Regions from separate parts of the Arachis hypogaea genome. Here region 2 is linked to region 1. A link is a contact called in public Hi-C data. All regions are on one chromosome and are shown on one strand. The core of a region is the stretch at or near the end of the contact, and the rest is flanking DNA. Distances in the headings are between cores, read along the strand shown. Region 1 holds the start of LOC112749229 (nudix hydrolase 14, chloroplastic-like). Region 2 has its middle 9.2 kb from the start of LOC112751248.

The links. Hi-C and Micro-C count contacts between places; a contact is called where the count stands out from the background.
Region 2: a Hi-C map of leaf shows a contact between it and region 1, with 4 times the contacts expected there. The contact joins the enhancer-like site here to the promoter of LOC112749229 in region 1. A contact is called at or near these places in 3 of 8 Hi-C or Micro-C datasets (all in leaf).

Annotation. Positions count from the first base shown.
Region 1 is chr15:149,198,127-149,202,822 of arahy.Tifrunner.gnm2.J5K5, reverse strand. It overlaps LOC112749229 (nudix hydrolase 14, chloroplastic-like), which reads left to right and starts at 1,971. Exons shown (of 6, transcript XM_072218429.1): 1 at 1,971-2,196; 2 at 2,359-2,421; 3 at 2,764-2,856; 4 at 2,953-3,045; 5 at 3,140-3,238; 6 at 3,627-3,779. The coding sequence starts at 2,041. The coding sequence ends at 3,773.
Region 2 is chr15:149,336,567-149,341,570 of arahy.Tifrunner.gnm2.J5K5, reverse strand. No RefSeq gene overlaps it. Among protein-coding and RNA genes, the nearest start is that of LOC112751248, 9.2 kb to the left of the region's middle. Within about 2 kb of position 2,945, at least 2 of the 3 cell types and tissues checked have open chromatin away from gene starts, as enhancers often do.

The DNA of each region.
Region 1 (4,696 bases), core at 722-3,221:
TAACACCTTAGTACCTTACACATCATCCAGTTTAGTTTCCCAGGTTCTATTCCTCAACTTCCACTTCTACATCCAGCAGAGGCTTTTCTTGGTGAGTTCAGCTCCTTTCTAGTTCTTTTTTTCCTTTTCCCTCAATTTTTTCGTGGAATTTGGTGGTCAAGATTGCTCGTTTGGGGGATTAGAGTTTGGCAAGCTTGGAATTTGAATATTTTAATGAAATTCCCGGTTTTATTTGTTTGTATTGTTATGTTATGGTATTATAGATCTGTTCTAGCTTGTCGTTGCTATTGTTGCTAGGGTTTCTCTGTTTTGTTTATTATTATTATTATCAATTAATTATTAATACTATGATATTTTGTGACGTGGATTGCATAATGGTGATTGACTTTAGTGGTTTAGTTGTTGCAGATTTGGTAACTTAGGGTATTATTATTGGAAGTGAGTGAGTGTGAAATGCAGAGGGCAACTGGGGACACAAAAAGCATGGAGAAGAGGTCACTTGAGGGTGGAGAAGATGACCAGCTTGAACGAAAGATGCCTTTTCTTGCCAGGTGCTTCTTCCAACAGGTTTCTAAATTTTGCGAATAAAAACCAGCAGATAAGTCAAATTTTCCTCTCAAATTTATTTAATCTGTTAAAGAAAAAAAATCTTAATCTTCTCCAACAGAATATCCTAATTTTTGTTACTTAGATTTCTGTTTTCTTTTCTACCATGAATTTTTCCTTGTAATATATAATATATAGTAACTATATACAATTTTGAAAATTAACATTGTCTAAGTCTATTATTCTTAACATGTAGCTAACAAATTTGAAATATGATTGATCAGAAACCTTGATGTATATACTATCAACTGAAATTGAATTTTGTTCAGCCATAAGTCCTGATTTCCTATCATCAATATGATGGAATTTTTTTCAGCTAACAATTTTCCTTTTCCTTTAAGTTTGTGGCTCTATCCATCAATGGATACGCATAAGAGAGGGAAGAACTTCATGGAAACCAGCATTAACAAATCTAAGGAGCTTTTGAAAAGCATGGACTGTGGCCATGTTTCAGATATCAGTATGACAGAAGTTAACAAAGATCTTGTGGCATCAATTAAGGAAAAACTCGAAGTGATTTCATCTTTGAAATCCATCTTCAGGATCCTTGTGAAGCTTCTACAAGCAAACCCGAAGGTATACGTCCCTACTAAAGTGTCAGAAAGTAAAGATTTTCCCTCGACTGCATATTGTTACTTTGTTGCTGAATTAAATATCAGATTAGTAGGTAGATCCACTGAAATGAACCAAAATGAATAAGTTCTTTTCAGCTGGAAGGAAAAATTCTAATTTAAGTCCTGACAAACAAATTTTCAATTTATTTTTATTGTTTTATTTTTGGAAGAATTTGTGTGTGTATTGATTGTATCGAGTTAAGTGTGATTGACCGCAATGTAACTTGGCTATAGCATTGTTTGATTTGTATAGTTAACCTCGGCTAATATTTTGATTTTTGTGCTTTATGTGTGTGCAGGTCAGCTTCACCGGTTCGATGGAGGTAGGCCGTGAAATAATGCATGCTGCAGCTAGCAGCAACTTGAAACAAGTTTCACTTGAATTAGTAGGAAAGTCACCTCTTCTAATCTTTGATGATGCTGATGTAGATAAAGCTGCTAGCCTTGCTCTCTTGGGCATAGTATATAACAAGGTCAAATTTCTCTTAAGTGAATTAATAATGAAGAAACTCAGGTTACACATTATAATGACACTCTTTAACATTTTGTTCTTGTTTTGATTTCAGGGTGAGATATGTGTTGAAAGTTCACAGTGTGTTTGTTCAGGAAGGGAATGTGCTGAATAATTATATTAAAAGATGGATTTAGGCATTCCTTTCTTCCTCTTTCACACCCTGCAGGTTTTGACAGCTACTAAAATTAGATATTGGAGGTTTTGTTCAATTAGATGCTAGGTTTTGATAAGTCCCCATGAGATGTAATGGCAAAAGAGAATTGATAGGCACACAGTTTCTTCTTGTTATCATGCTATATAAAAAACATGTCTCAGTTGTGGTGGTTTGGTTTGGTTTTTGTTGTTTTCCATTGCAGGAATGCTATTGATTCCTCTTTATTCAAGCAATGGTTGCATAACTTGCAAAGTGAGATTGGGATTCTAGCTGATGGCACCTTGGCTCTGAGACAAGTTCTAATTCAGGTAATTGCATCATCAGTATTTAAAAAGTGGATATGATTTCTGATAATTAGGCCTTGTTAAGTGGTAATTTAAGTAACTGACTAACCTGTTAGTCTTCTAGTCTTATTCATGTTCTCAAATCAAAATCAACGAAACTAGTTGGACTCTTTTTGATGTAAATAGGGTGTAGACATGTTTGGAAAGTGCATTGGGTTTCTCAAATTTAAAGCTGACATTTATAAGCTAGTCTATATTTCCATTTTCTTGTGTTAATTTTAGCAAGGGGCTATGAACTAGTAGACATTTTACCTGTTATGCTCTATATATATTATTCAAAAATAGCTTCTTCTGCTTCAATATCCAAAAATTGGATTCCTCATCATGGCAAGCAATGTATTAATAGTATTTGATTCATAGGCATACCACATTCTGAGCTATGTGGTATCTAAAATGCACAACTATTAGGATCTTTTGCTTCTTACCTTATGTTCTCAGGCATCCATCATTCCTCTTTTGCTTGTAATTTCTATGCACTTGCACCTGATGCTGATTTCTTTCTTTATATATAATAAAGTAAACCGTGATTAGGTTCCAGGTATTGTATTTGCAAGAGGACCTGCTGTGACTGTGTTGATACTTCTGGAATCAGAAGGTGAAACTTATGCTGTCCTTACTGAACAGGTTCTTAGATGTTAGATCCTTGTAGAGAGAACTATGTTTTTTTTCAAACATTTTAACTAGAGTTCCATATTATGCTTATTATTTTTTATTTATCAGGCAAGGGTTCCTACTGGAAGAATTATTTTGGAATTGCCTGCTGGAATGTTGGATGATGACAAGGGTGATTTCGTTGGCACTGCAGTTCGTGAGGCTTCTCTCTCTCTCTCTCTCTCTCTCTCTCTCTCTCTCTCTCTCTCTCTCTCTCTCTACAATTCTCTTTATGGCTTAATTGTGCCTCTAACAGGTTGAAGAGGAGACTGGCATAAAGTTCAAACTTGAAGACATGTTTGATCTCACTGCTTTCTTGGATTCTTCAATAGGATGCAGATTTTTTCCCTCACCGGTATACCTTAAGCATTTTGCATCAACCTTATTGCTTTATTGGTTTTGCAAATAAATAATTTTATCGCTTGAAAAAAGAGCAAATAATGCATCTGCTTTATAGTTGTTCAATAATTTAGTTTGGTATTTTGAGCATAGTTTAGTTTCGTGGTATTGTACTTTTACATTTGCATTTACCAATCAGTGAGCATTCAATTCAATTTCTGGCTATTTGTGGTTCAATCTAACAGTATTTGATAATCCTCGCTTATGGGTCTTTTTTTTTCTAAATAAAATAAAATAAAATAGTGAGAATTTATTATCTCTCTCTCTCTCTCTCTCTCTCTCTCTCTCTCTCTCTCTCTCTCTCTCTCTCTAAGGATCTAATTTTTTCGCTAAATGATTAATAGACAGTAGACTATAAGAGACCAACCTATGAAGAAGTTGAGAACCTCCAAGCCTTACTTCCAAGGGAGTGCAATATCTGCCAAATGCAAATCGGCAAAATGGTGAACTTTATGGATTCAAAATGTAGTTCAATCCATTTTCTTCACTAATTTTCACTTACTATGAGTTTGGAATACCACTGCCACTATTTGTAAATGGATACTAGGTAGAAGCTGCTCATTAGGTGCCTACTACTTTTTGTAATAATAAAGATAACTAGATGTGCAAGGTGTTTGGAATTTTTATTCCTATTAGCATAACAATGCTGATGAATTTTTATAGTAGAATGTGAACCTGGTTTAATTTGGAATTGTTAATACATGCATAAATTAGATTATTTCTTATAATATTTTTATATATATCGTTTTTGTTGGTTCAATTTGTTCTTGATATTTTGCTGCAGGCTAGTATTGGAATGGATAACTTGAACGCTTAATGCACAAAGTGGAGCAGTTTTAGGTTGATTTTGATCTTTTACTAAGTATTTAGATTGATGATCATCTCTATTAGTGTAATTTGATATATTATGAGCAGTTCTAACTTGTATTGTTTCTGTATTTTTCTTCGGTTTTTAGTTTTGGAATTTGAACTCGAGATTTATTTTGTATTTGAGTAATAGTTTTTTAATGTATAAAACAATTATAGTAAATTATATATCTCACTAATTATTGTTTGATTTGTCTTGTAATAAAAATTGCATACTATATTTGTAGGTTTGGTAATAAAAAAGGATTGAAAATTTATATTGTGTAGCAATGAAGATCAAGTAAGGAAAGAAATTTTTTTTTTAATTTAACAAGGCTTTCGCCACGCTTTTAAAGCATGGCTGTATATTTTGCTATGGCTGGCCACGCTTTAAAAGCGTGGCCGTATCTCTTCCTATCGCCACGTTTTAAAAGCGTGGTCGTATCTCCACCTATCGCCACGCTTTAAAAGCGTGGCCAGATCTGCCCTATCGCCACGCTTTAATAGCGTGGCATATCTCTATCTATCGCCACGCTTTTACAAGTGGCAGTTTGTAAAAAAGCGTGGC
Region 2 (5,004 bases), core at 1,696-4,195, 140 kb before region 1:
GAATCACAACATAACAAAGCACAAAATACAGCACAGTATATCACAACAGCATTGAGCAAAGCTAATCAATAATCAATTAAACATTCAATAATCAATCAATCATTCAATAATCAATATAATATCTGAACGAAAAATAAAAACAAAAAGAAAAACAAGCATTAGCAGTGAGCAGAGAAGCCATTGCCATCTTCGATCTGAGCCGTGAGCAGTCTGGGCAGAGTATGAGGAAAAGTGGTTGAGCGTGACGGACGACGGTGACCAGGCGACAAGCACAATGACGGACGGCGGCAGAAGCGTGGCTGAGCAGAGGTAGACCAGATGACAATGACCAAAAGTATGGGGTTGGATTTTCGCACTAAAAATAGGATTGACGTTGCAAGTATAGCCCAAACCCAATCATTGATCATCAATCAAATTATAATCCTAAAGATGTCACAATCAACACAAAATAACCGGGAGTTTTAAATCCCGGGTCGTCTTTCCTAGGAACTAATACCAATGAGTGCATAAAATTGGTTGTGAAGATCAAAAGAGTGTTTTCAATGATAAGGAAGCAAACAAATGAAGAGATAAAATAACTAGACAAAATTGCAATTAACAAACTAATAAAGGAATAAAAGAACTATGTATGCAATATAAACAAGACTCAAAATTGATGAAAAAGTGGTTTAAAACATAAATGAAACCTTGACTCGGGATGAGCTATGGAATCCCTTCCTTGCCACAACCACAACTATGATAATTATGATGGATTAATCTCACTAAGTCAACCCTCACATCGGAGAGTAAGTTAAATGAGTATAAGTGTTCTTAACCCACAAATCCTAGCTTGCTTGCTAATTACCTTAGCAACAAATTAGCGTTAGTGGGAACAACAACAATTAACAACCCAAGAATTATCACTAAATGTTGGACATTATGGCTCTAGTAATCCATACACTCATTTTCCCCAAGCCAAGGGGTGGAAATTACCCCATAATCAAAATTGGCATTTTATCAAACACATAGAGGGCATAAACATAAAACATGGCAAAATTGAGAAATTGATGAAAGCTATGAATCATAAATGATCAAAATCAATAAAGGCAACTCAAACAAACATAAAATAAGCATCAAACATCAAATTAACAACTAGAAATCAAGATTGCAAACCTATGCATATATTGACAAGAGAAATGAAAATAGATGAAAGTGTAGAACAAGCAATGTAATTAAAAGAGAAATTAAAGAAATACTTACAATACAATTGTTATAATCCAAAATTAAACTTGAAGTATAAAATTCTACAAACCCTAATTAAAACCCTAAGAGAGAATTACCTAATCTACACTACTCCTACTCCTACTATGTAAAACTATGGAAAATAAAGTCTAAGTCCTAATGCCTTCATATGAGATGTTGCCCCCTTGATATATAGCCTTTGATTTCAGCCTCAAGCCTTTAGAAATGGGACAAAAAGGGCCCCAAAACGCAAGTACACGTGCATTTTTAATGAAGGCACGCACTGGGACCTGTGCGGACGCACAGACGTGTGCGTCCGCACACTTCGCCGAATTTTTACTTGTGCGTATGCACAGAGGGTTGTGCGCACACACACTTTGCGATGCTCTGGACTCGCTCTGCTTGGGTTCTTGTGGGTACGCACAGGTGGTTGTGCGCACACACGCATGCTGATTTCCTTCTTGTGCGTACGCACGCATCCTTGTGTGCACGCACGCATGGCTGAGCTCTCCTCCTTTATTTTTCTTCATGCTTCCTCCCAACTGCATGCTCCTCTTCCATTCCCACCAAGCCATTCCTACCTTATTCATCTGAAATCACTCACAAATAACATCAAGGTATCGAATGGAAGGTAAATGGAATAAAAGTAGTCAAAAATAAGTACAAAAGAGCATGTTTTCATAATCAAGCACAATTTAGGGAGAAAATACAAAAGCATGCTATTTTAGTGAATAAGTGTGAGTTTATGTGATGAAATCCATTCGAATCAAACCAAAATACATCGTCAAATATGGATTCATCAACAGACGATGGACGCGGAGAACGAGAAAGAAGCTGTGATTGGTGAATGAGGAGAGGAGTTGGAGACTTGGATCACGACGACGACGACCAGACAAGGACAGAAGCTCCTGAGCGTGACGGACGGTGGCAGAAGCTATTGTAAGCTAGGGTTTCGTTTTGGAGGAAGATAGCTTCGTTTGAGAGAGTGAGAGTTGAGAGGAGTTTGAGTGAACAGAGGTTGGAGAGCTTAAGAATGACGATGGCGCGACGGACGGCGGCAGTGTCTCCTTCCTTGCAGCGGCGGTGGAGGCTACTGCTAGGGTTTTATTTTTTGTTTGAGAGTGAGTTTGAGAAGAGGAGGAGACTGAACGCCGAACGCTTTCCTTTTTTGTTTTTATCCAAAACCCAAAACAGCACCGTTTCAGCAAAACCAGCCGGGTCTCGGTTCGGTCTGACCGACCGATTCTCAGTCGGTTCAATAGTTTTTAGGCAGTTTTTAAATTAGCAGTTTTATAAGTTAAACCATACCGTAATGAGTCTCGGTTTACGATTTAACCCGTCAGACCGACCGGTCTAATCCAATTTTCAAAATCATACAATTTACAAATCATTATTTTTTTTAAATTCGAAATTATTAAAATTTATTTAAATTAATTATCATCTTATTTTAATTTTTTTTTAACTTTATTGTTCATATTATTTACTAAATCCATTGTCTCCCGTACTTTCTTTAAAAAAAAAAAGTTATACATATATGTACTTTGTTATTTTGTTTTAGTACTGTCTCCTTCCTATAAAGGTAGAGCACGTTTAAATTAGTGTTCCACTTGAAAGCAAGCCTAATCGTACAAATTAAAGTAATAATGTTATATTATCATGTGCAAGGTGTGCGATTTTAATTTTATTATTTTAATTTGGTCAAAGAAAATAATAGACATTGGTCATTATTGGTCAAAGGGAAAAAAGTGGTATACAGAGCAAACAACAGTGGCGGTGGTTGCATGTTAGTACTTAGTACTGATCTCTCTGTCTTCTCAAATTACATATGTGCATGCATTAAGACTTTATAGCAATTTGTTATATAAATTTTTAGCTTTCAAGCCTTGATCAGTTAATTTTATAAAAAAATAATGTTATTTTAGATAACTAATGCTTAAAATAAAATCTTGTTAATATTATTCGATACAAATTAATTTTAATATGCTGTTAAAATTTTATAGTATAAGTAATCAAATTAATTTCATTATTATTATTATTATTATTATTATTATTATTATTATTATTATGTCAACGTATTTTACCAATGAATCTCAATTATTAAATACAATAACATAAACAAACTAATAAATCGATAGCCAGAAAGCTTAGGAATTACTGAATTAGCTTTTGGTCTTTGCCGGTTGTGGAGATTTCGTGTATAGAAGAATGGAACATTTTTAAATAAATTCTAAAAATTAATATTTTAACAATAAATTAAAATAATATTAAATGCCAAAATAATATTTTTTTAGGTGAAAAATTAGGGTGGATCTTTTTCGATTTTGGCCAGTGGCGGAGCCACATACAAGCCAAGGAGGGCAATGGCCTCCCCCAACTATTAAGTTTTCTTTACAAATTATGCATAAATTTTAATTTAGCCCCCTTAAAATTTTTATTTTATTTTTTGTTAATTATAAAGTTTTTTTTAGCCCCTCCCTAAAAGTTAATCTAGCCCCGCCCCTGATTTTGGCCAAAATCAAGTGGATCCCATTCAATTATTTTTTACATTTATGGTATTAGTTTTTAGTGGTAAAATTTTGTATAATTAGCAAATTACATTTAAAAAATTAGTTTAATCAAATTTAATTAATTTTAAAGTTTATAAATTGTATTGATAATTGGTTATTTAATATTATTTAAAATTTTTAAATTATAATCTAGAATCAAAGACTATTTAATTTAAACTCAATATAAATAATTAAACCAAATATGAGATCAAAATATCAACTAAAATTTAAAATATTATTAATTGAATTCGTCAACTTATTTGGTTTTTTAAAAAAAATAAAAATAATTAAACATGAAGAAATGGATAACTAAACAAAATCTTCTTTTAAGGAAATGAAAGTTTGTTTTTACAATTGATAAGCTATGTTAAATTAAATTTAGTTTTAAAATGTAAGAAATTATATTATTATATGATGTCTCATGTGTGTGATGTGTCTTATCTTATTGGTTTAATAAATATTTAATTAAAATAATAAAATAAAAGAAGATATATAATTATTTTAAAATGTAACCAACTTGATGGAAGTTGGTTTTTATGAAAACAAATAAGAATTTAGTCTGCTCTTTTTACCTATAAAGTCTTTCTTTTTAACTCACCATCAATAACCAAATTAAAAAAAGAATTAAGAAGACAAAAGAATAAATAAAATGAATTTTTCATAATACCATCATCATTATAGATCAAAATTAGTAACTTTTTTTTATTTTATTTGTGACCATCGTAAATTTCAAGATCATCACATTCTAAGATAGATTGCTAATAGACTGTCTTGATTTGAGGAGAAATAATACTTTATTTGAGACATATATTTACATAAATATTAAATCCTACGAATAAAATGTGCCTCCAATATAATAGGCTTACTTATTAAGTAAAAGAAAATCACCCACAAGAGTAGGAGTGGCAATATGTACCTTATCTGTGGGTATCTAATCCGACCCCATCCGATTAGATAGGGTTGCCAACCTGATTCGCAACGGATAGGGTAGGATGTGAGTAGGATTTTTGTGCGGGTCGGGTAGGGTGCAGGTTGAGTCTCAACCCTACCCGACCAACCCGCATTATATATATGTTTATATTATATACTTATATAAAAATATGTTTTAAGTGGATGTTGAATCAAAGACTTTTCACTAAATATAAAAGATCCTTAACCACTAAAAAATAAATCATTAATTGATAATTATATTTTTTTTTTTACATAAAAATCAGTTCTATTTTAAATTATCATCAAG